2 separate regions of the Sus scrofa genome follow, and region 2 is linked to region 1. The links are chromatin contacts, called in public HiChIP or PLAC-seq maps. All regions are on one chromosome and are shown on one strand. Each heading gives the region's core, a stretch centred on a gene start, on an enhancer-like site or on the middle of the called end of the contact. The rest is flanking DNA. Distances are from core to core; before and after follow the strand shown.

Region 1 (4,679 bases), core at 896-3,395:
TAGTATTTCCAGTGCAGGCCAAAAAAGAAGGTATTATTACTGGCAGAGCATGTGAGTCTTGTCTGGAATACCCTTTAAGTTTAATTTAGTAGCTATAGCTCTTAAGAAATAATCTGGGGGAACAAATAGTTATAATAAAAATCAGTGTATTTCCATCTATGACACATTAGTTTCTCACTGGCAGATATACCTCGATTAGTTGTATAGAATATTTACTGTAGGGTATAAAATGTATTGAGGTCTAATAGATTGCAAATGATGCCCTAAAAAAAAAAAAAAGAAACAGACTGAGTTCAAGATTATGCTGAATGACAGCTGCACTTTCACTCACTTGAATTCAGATATGCTTTTACAAATGGGGTAGGAAAAGGTTAAAGTAATTCGTAGAAGTATATAACACGAGAGTGAACAGTACATGTGAATTTTCCTTTAGTCACTATGCAAAAGAAAGACAGAGTGTATGTGCTAAATGCTATGGCTGCGGTTTATAAAAAGTGCTCTGGGAACAAAGTGGGCTATAACTAAGTTTTCACTTTATGTGTGTCTGCACCCTAAGTGGTGGTCGGTGATGGTTAAAAAAATGAATAAAGGCTTGCCAGGCAGAAGAGAGTGGCAGCCACACTAGGTTACCAAAAGAGCACTCAAAAGGAGTTTCCGTTGGGGCTCAGTGGTAACGAACTCGACTAGTATCCAAGAGGACTCAGGTTCAAATCTCACCAAGGACTAGTATCTATGAGGATCCCTGACCTCACTCAGTGGCTTAAGGATCTGGTGCTGCCTTGAGCTGCAGTGTAGGTTGCAGACGTGGCTGGAAATTGGTGTTGCTCTGGCTGTGGTGTAGGTCAGCGGCTTCAGCTCCCAATTTGACTTGACCCCTAGCCTGGGAACCTCCATGTGCCATGGATGCGGCCCTTAAAAAAAAAAAAAAAAGAAAAACCAAAACAAAACAAAAACACAGCACTCAAAGGAAGGGAACTGCTGAGTGTGATACAGGAAGAAGTGGTCCAATGTGACTAGAGATTAGGCTGAAAACACAACTGGGACCAAGGACTCTGAATCAAGGTCATGCCAAGGAGCTGGCCTTTATCTGGCAAGCACTGGAAGGTTTACAGGCAATGGTATGATTTAAATTCATGTTAAAATGCAACAACAAAAACAGAAGCAGGAGAGTTGTTGATGGCTTACAGGGAAAAAAAAATTAAAATTAGTGCAGAGAAGAAAACATAGTCAAAATAAGGCAGGGGCAGGAGAATTAAAGAAAAAAGACAGCTCTGAAAAACAATGAAGCCTGGTTTAAGTATTTAGATAGCAATGTGTATAACAAAACAGACCTATAAAATAGAGTAACTTTAATATCAAGTTCATTAAATCAAAAAAAGAAGAAAATAATTAAGGTGTCTCAAGCCTAGGTTTGCAAAATACCTTGGTAGTATGACCTATACAAAGTTTCAAGAAAACTAAGAACTTCTGCAGAGGTGTTTAACAAAGAGTCAGAAGTAGATTCTGTTGAGATTTGAATTTGTACATTTCAAATAACCATCTTCATTAAGTATCAGTAAGGATTTTGCTTATTAAGGCAGCAACATGTACTTTTTCAGAACAGTGTGAGGGCATAGTTTCCTTGGGTATAAGAGAGAGAGGCCTGGCTTAAAGCGTAATGTCGTTGGAGCTCACAGTTTCATCAACACTAATGAAAATAAAATTAACTCGGCAAACATTTATTGACTGCCTACTATGTTTAGGACACAGAATTAAAAAATAAAACGTCCCTAACATTCTATCAGCTTTGTGCTTCTAGTTTATCACTGACAACGATAAATCCCCAAATTGCAGCTCACGCCATGACACCATCACACAATAAAAAGATAAGTAAACAGAATATTGCGCTGTCAGTGAATTAATGAGTCTAAACCAGCAGCCCTCTTGGTATTCCCATGCAGCTGACAGGTACATATGACGCATTCTCAGAACTCTCAGGAAGACCCAGTACCCATTTAATTTGAAGAGAGTCGTCAAATACTCTAGGAGACTGACTGTCCTGCTAAGACCTCAGAAAGAATTTAACAGAGTATCAGCCAAGGTAAGAGGGTAGGAGTGAAAAAACACAGGAGTCACTGGGGCCAAGTAACTATCTGCCAGAGAGCAGACTGTACTCTCAGAAAAGGAGAGCCAGCATCAGGGATCAGGTTGAGGCAAGTGGAGGGAAAGGTCAGACAAAGGAGAGAAGGGAAGATTTTGAAGGTAGAGACTTCTCACTCCCTCAAAGAAGTATAAATTTGACTTTGTGGAATAATTAAGAAAGTGACCAAACCCTCTGGAGTACAGAGAACCACCACAGAAGTATTTGGTGGTTTATACATCATAAAAAGGGCTAGAACTTGAAAGCCAGGGTACTGACAGGGCATAACTAGGAATGACCTTACTGAGTATCCACAAATAAAATGACATCTCCTTGAGTAAGCATCTCCGTCTTAGAGCTGCCAAGCCAACACTGGTAATAGGTTCCAGCACATTCTATGTCTAGACATTAATAGAAGAGTGGGTAATATGATAGACCCTGCAGATATTAAAAAAAAAAAAATTCTAATCCACAAACACAAAAGCTAGGTTACAACTTTATTGAAATAAAAATACAGATTATTCTGTTGGCAATTAGACAAGTGAATTGTCTATCAAGCAGCTGTTCTCCAAGTGTGGTCCAGGGACTCCAGGGTACCCATGCTTGATTCAGGAGGCACATGAGGTCAAAATTACTTTTCATGAAACTGAACTGTTATCTGCTTTCCGTTTCTTTCTCCCACAAGTCGACAGTGGAGCTGTCGGTGGCTACGTGCTGTGTGGCACTGTGTTGATGGCTACTGGAATGCATCCTTGTGTATACTTGTGCTTTAGAATTTTTCTCAGTTTAAATTTCTCATATGGTAAATACTGGTTGATACAGATCTCATAAACAAAAACTCCCTGGGGTCTTCAGTATTTTAAGAGTACAAAAGGGTCCTGAGACCAAGAAATTTGAGAACTGCTGCTAGTCTACTAAAGAAGTACTTCTTAAGAAGTACAATCTTGATTTTAATCTTCAAATGAAGTCTCTGCTTTCTAATTTTCACGAATTTACATTATAACTATGACAGATAAATACCGTTCTCTGTACAGAAATGTTTCCAAAATTCTGGTGGGAAAAGAAAAGAATGGCCTTTTCAAAAAGAAGATTAGTAGGCTAACAGGGATATGAAATATCTCCCACCTTTGGACAGTCACTGCTGTTCTGAATTTACCATACAAGAAGTAACAACTCCACAAATATATATAGAGAAGTTGTTGTGCGTTGAGAATTGAAGAAGGATAACTAATCGATAAACCAGCCTTAAGTAGACCCACAACTTGTCAGGAAAAAATACAATTAGCAACATAATGAGATACTACTATAAGAGAAGGCATGAACAAAGTGGGAAAAAAGCATGAAGGGCAAATATGGACTTTTTTTTTTAGTGAAGGCACTCCCTAGAGATGGCATCTGAATTGCTTTTTTTTTTAGGTCCGCACCTGAGGCATATGAATTGAAGCTACAGCTGCTGGCCATAGCCACAGCCACAGCCAGATGGGATCCAAGCCGAGTCTGTGACCTACACCACAGCTCTTGGCAATGCTGGATCCCTGACTCACTGAGCGAGGCAGGGATCAAGGATCAAACCCAAATCCTCATGGATACTAGTTGGATCCACTGAACCACAACGGGATCTCAGCAAATTGATTCTAACAAGTAAGACTTTGCCAATTAGGCTAAAAGCATCCTTTGGGCAGTGGGAGGAGCATCAGTCCCAGCAGGGAAGTACACAGTATGTTCTAGAAAGTAGGTAATCCACTTAAAGAGAAAAATTTGCAAGTAATTAGGAAACTTTTACACAACTAGACAGATATCTTGAATTTAATGATGAAAGATTTGGACTAAAATTTGTATGTCTGTTTCTTAATTTCCAATATGCCACAGAAGAAGCTTTTAAAAAATACAATAAAAATGATTTAGTAGGAATTCCCACTGTGGTGCAGTGGATTAAGGATCTGGTGTTGTCTCCCTGGCAATGTGGGTTCAAACCCTGGCCCAGTTCAGTGGGTTAAGGATTTGGCATTGCTGCAACCGTGACACAGGTCACAGCTGCTTGGTTGGATTCGCTCCCAGGCCCAGGAACCTTTTCATATGCTGCAGGTGTGGCCAAAAAAAAAAAAAAAAAATTTGACTACAATAATTCAGTGATGACAACCGAAGGAAAACTGGTCCTTCACCACAAATATTTTGAGAAATTCAGCATACAAGCTGCAAGATGACAAGGATGAGTAGTAGTAATAGCAGGAGATAAAAGCTTCAAGCTAGGAACTTGCATAGATTATACTATCAACAATCTCTCTATAAGAAAATAAAAAAAATAGGGTTTGAAAATTACCAGTGAATCTTTAGAATGAGGAAATTTTAATTATCTAAATAAAGTGCATAATAAGCTCTACTGCTACAATCACATCAATTTCAGATGTGCAAACCAGAGGTGGCATGGCTAAAGGGCAAATGTACCAGAGATTCCAGGCAAAAATCAGGTTCAAAACAGTTAATTTAAGCAAAAAAGACCAGGGTCTGTGTAAGAAGAGAAAATGAATTGATACTTTAATCAACACATTTTAAAATTATT
Region 2 (4,679 bases), core at 1,599-4,098, 270 kb after region 1:
GGTTTTCTCTTTTGGAACTGCAGTTAGTCAGATAATGGCCCTCTTAATTTTTCTTTTCTTTCATCTTTTCTCTCCTATTGGTTATCCCTTTGTATTTTTGATCTTCCACTCTTCTGTAGAATTTTAATTCAGTGATCATCTTTTTATGCTCTCATTTCTATTTCTTGTTCCATGAATGTTTCTTTTTATGCATTTGGTTTTGTTCCATGGGTTCAGTACCTCCCTTACTCTCCAAGGATATTAATCACAGTGCTTTTTTTGCTCCCTAAATTTGTTTTGGTTCTTTTCTCATTTTAATTTTAGAAGCTTTCAGTTCTTTGGTTTTGTTTCTAATTAAGATCAAGGCCCTGAAATTTGAATAGGAAGTTCTGTGGGTGTGGCCGGCATTTATGCACTGATGAACCTCCTTTGTTTACCATGACTGACCAGCCAGTGTCTGTTTTAAAACCCCAGACTGTCTGTATTCCTTGTGGGGTTTTCTGTGAGGCAGTACATTTTCTCTTATGCCTCTGTAAGGGGAATTAACATGGCTACTAGCTTTCCATAATTTGATGAAAAAGGAAGGCTCAGGGTTCCCAGTAAGCTTCATTTTATTTCCCCCCCCTAAGTATGGTACCTTGTGTGTCTTCTGTGCCTCATGCCTGCAGGTGTGTGAGAAGTAGGGTAGTCATTATGAGTAGGGACTGGGGATGTGGGGCTAATTGCTCCCTATGTGGTTTTTCAAATACTTTCCCTGACATCGTCAAATTGCTCCTTGTAATTCTAATTTCTGAGACTTTCTAGTGCTGTTAGGGGCCAGATATCTTAGTAAGCCCACCTGCAAGATTTTATTACCTCCACTCTTCTAAATTGTTCTTCTGTTTACTCCAGTCTTTGAACACCACAGCTTGGGTTAAAGATCTATTCTAATTTTTAAAAATATATTCAATTTGTTTGTTTTCATTTATGCGTTTGTTTTTTTTTTTTTTTTTTTTTTTTCCTGATTGCTAAGTTGTTGGGTTTTGAGAGGAGAGAGGATGTTTTGACTCCATCAATTTATAATCACAAATCTGGTGAAGAGATTTTGAGGGATAGATTCTCATTGTAAAAAAGATCAACATTTTTTTTTTTTCCTTCTCAGGGCTGTACCTGCAGCACATGGAAATTCCTAGGCTATGAGTCAAATCAGAGCTGTAGCTGCAGGCCTGTGCCACAGCCAGAGCAACATGGGATCCGAGGTGCATCTTCAACCTACACCACAGCTCACAGCAATGCTGGATCCTTAACCCACTGACGAGGCCAGGGATTGAACTCACATCCTCAGGGATACTAGCTGTGTCTGTAACCTGTTGAGCCACAGTGGGAACCCCAACATTTATTTTTAAATGCAATAACAATTTATGAATTAGTGCTTGGCAAAATTGTCAAGAAGAAAAGCAGAATATTTTGGTGTCCTACAAGGAAAGTCAACTTGAGAAACGAAATGAAGATTTAGCCATTTCTGGTGGGTACTGAGTCAGAGTGGAGACAGTTGAGTGATCTTTCTGGTTAACGTTATCACATTATCCTAGACTAATGCCATGCTCTCCATTTAAGTAGGTGCCTGCTGAGATAAACAGAATGCTCATATGGGGCAGGTAGCAAACACTCACCACTGGATAGTTCTGGTAGCACACAGACAAATTTTTATTCTTTTTCTCTATTCTTCCTGCAGATTACTGATACAACAAAACATTTTGTAATTATTTTGGTGAGAAAGAACAAACATTTATTGGGTGCCCACTCTACCACATACAGTACTATGGCTTTATACATTATTATTATTATTGCATGATTTTTCACCAGATATTTGTTACATTTTAAATTTATATATTTTATTTGAGATTTCAAGGCAGTCCCTGATTTCTGGATGAAATATGAAAGATTCTTGTCATTTTCTTGAATCATTTCCTGGGAAGAGTTTCACATGTGGGTAACTACATCATCATTTTATAATGATTCTATAGCTTTGATTTTTAATTATTGATTTCTCTCTAGATTTGTTCATAAATCTGTGCATAAATCTTTTCTTGACACACATCAGACTTTAACTGCAAACTCAACATTGTACAGAATCCCACAAAAACAGGGAACATGAAATCTTTGTATTTGATGGGGTTTTAAGAAAGCAGGTCAGAGTCCAAAACTAAATACAAGCTCTTGCTCAAGTTTAATGAAAAGCCAAAAAGAAAGAAAGAAAGAAAGAAAGAAAGAAAGAAAGAAAGAAAGAAAGAAAGAAAGAAAGAAAGAAAGAAAAGAAGGAAGGAAGGAAGGAAGGAAGGAAGGAAGGAAGGAAGGAAGGAAGGAAGGAAGGAGCAAAGCAAAGAAAAAAAAAGGAAGGAAGGGAGGAAGGGAGGGAAAAGGAAAATATTTTAAATTATAATGTGTAAACACACACACGCACGCTACAACAACAGAAATACACGTTTCTAATCACTTCACATTCTTCTACTTCCTGCACAGAAATGCTGCAACAACAAAGAGTTTTTCTGAGGCTGGATGCTGCTTCTCATTTTGCACCTGTTTCTGAGGTGAGCCAGACTGGCAGGAAGAGAAGGTGGGACCGATTCCAAAGTGTTAGTCTTTAGCCAGTCACCAGAGTCACAGCACTCAGGGTGAGCTTGAACCACAGACACATGTTAGATGTTCATCTCTGCGTTAAAAAAAGACTTTGTGAAAATAGCGGCTGGTCCTGAGCCCAGCAAGCATAGAGAGGAAGAATGATAAGTTATCCATTTCTAGAAACTTTATAAATATAGGGCTTGCTTAACACAGACTGCTGACCTTGAATTCCCTTCTTATGAGTATGTTTGTAATTCTGAGAGCAGCCCCAGAAAACTGGAGAACTCACAGAGTGGCTATTAATAAACAGTGCTCTGAAATTTACAGTAGTCCAAAGGGTAAAGACAGGTGTTTTACTTCAATATTGGAGTGAAATGCTGAGATCAGGTGCTGAGGAGCTACAACTTTGTCTGAACACTGTGGGCTGTGTGACTGTATCCATGTGAGTCCACACACTCATCTTTGTAAATGCACAACCCACACACATGTACTCTGAGAGTACAACTGACCCTCAAACAATGTGGGGTTTAGGGGCACTGGCCCTCCAAACAGTAGAAAAGCTACTTATGACTTTATAGTCCTTGCTCCATATTGGTGACTCTGCATCCACAGAGTCAACCAACCTTGGAGCATGTAGTCCTGTAGGAGGCTGCTACCCTTGTCACTCAAGGGTCAACTGCATTCACTTGGATGTGCATTCTGTAGTAGATAATGCTTATTTAAGCACATGGAACAACTTGAATCAATACAGCAATGCCTTTGTTTCTAAAATCATTCTAATGTTCATATGTTTTCAACAATGGTAAATACCTACACTTAATAAAATAATGGTGAACCTAAATATTTTCATTCAAGGATGATGTTAATGAGATTAGGACTGGTTGGTATCATGGGGACAATATTCAGTTCTCTCCTTAGACTGAGTTAATCTCAAAATGTAGGGAAAACAACCTCAACTCAACCTGTTTCCTAAAGAGAATTGACAATAACACCTTCATTCATTCACACTGGTTTTTCAATATTTTAAAAGCAATTACCTGAATCTCACATCTCATAATTAAGTAGAAATTGGAGACCAAACACTTGGACGTAATGCAAACTTCAGCAATATGAGCACCCAGTTTCAAGGCTGGATTTATAATACTTCCTTCCTTCCATTTTATTTAGACATTTCTTTTATCTTCATCCTTTCCTCCCTTCTCCTGGCTCACCATCTCCACTCTGTCATTTTATGGAATAAACTGTAGTGTGAAGAGCATCTTCAACGAAGTATATCCTATGGCCTTCCTTAAGGTAACTCAAACTTGTACTTGGCCAAAAAAGAACTGTATGCTAAATTTATGTATGTTCCCGGAGACAGAGAGAAACTATTTTTTCTCTGTCCCCTTCATGAGACATTTAAACAAGTGGGTAACAGGTGCTGCATGCCGGGAACACACTGTACTCCGAATATTCTTGAGAGAAGCTGTTCACTCTGGGGAAAGCATTTCATTTCTAAGTCTTAGCGAACACCACTTGCGTTTGGTCAGTCACTGACTGGAGACACACTTGCTTACGAAAAGGGATTTTATTGGCATATGGATAGAATTGTTTCTCCAAATATTTGGGGAGGGGGCTAAATTACTTTACACCTACCAAGTTGGATAATAACTGTCTTTCCTTTGGGACAAGATATTTCACCTGCATTTTGAATGGAAGAAATAATTCAAAAGCAATGTACTAAAGCAATGTCTTATTCTCATTTGGGGAAAAAAAAGATGTTTGATTTTACTAATATGAAACATAAAACTTGGTTGTGCCAAGACTGTGATACTCATGCAGGAAAATAAAATAATGTTTGAGATACAAACAAAGAAATATAGGTCAGTAAGATTAAGGGGCACATGCCCATGTTTTTTTGCCTTAACCTCAGCATTAGCAGCTAGATCTTATGGACTTGGCCTAATAAAGACAATTTACACAGCACTATGGATAAGAAGACAGCCCCAGAGACAATATTTGTAAGCCATAAATTACTAATACATATGTACTTATGATGAATAAAATATTTTGCAATACAATGAGCATGATATTGCTTTGAAGAAATAAATAAAATCTAG

What was found. HiChIP or PLAC-seq counts read pairs in DNA pulled down with a chosen protein or histone mark.
Region 2: an H3K27ac HiChIP or PLAC-seq map of skeletal muscle shows a contact between it and region 1. The contact joins two enhancer-like sites. A contact is called at or near these places in 2 of 2 datasets of contacts at active chromatin or transcription factors (alveolar macrophages and skeletal muscle).

What each region holds. Positions count from the first base shown.
Region 1 is chr13:179,864,601-179,869,279 of Sscrofa11.1, forward strand. All of the region lies in intron 2 of NRIP1 (nuclear receptor-interacting protein 1), which reads right to left. Among named protein-coding and RNA genes, the nearest start is that of NRIP1, 49 kb to the right of the region's middle. Within about 2 kb of position 2,146, at least 4 of the 83 cell types and tissues checked have an H3K27ac peak or open chromatin away from gene starts, as enhancers often do. A contact at or near this core is called in skeletal muscle, where this site is marked.
Region 2 is chr13:180,137,778-180,142,456 of Sscrofa11.1, forward strand. No RefSeq gene overlaps it. Among named protein-coding and RNA genes, the nearest start is that of NRIP1, 220 kb to the left of the region's middle. Within about 2 kb of position 2,849, at least 4 of the 83 cell types and tissues checked have an H3K27ac peak or open chromatin away from gene starts, as enhancers often do. A contact at or near this core is called in skeletal muscle, where this site is marked.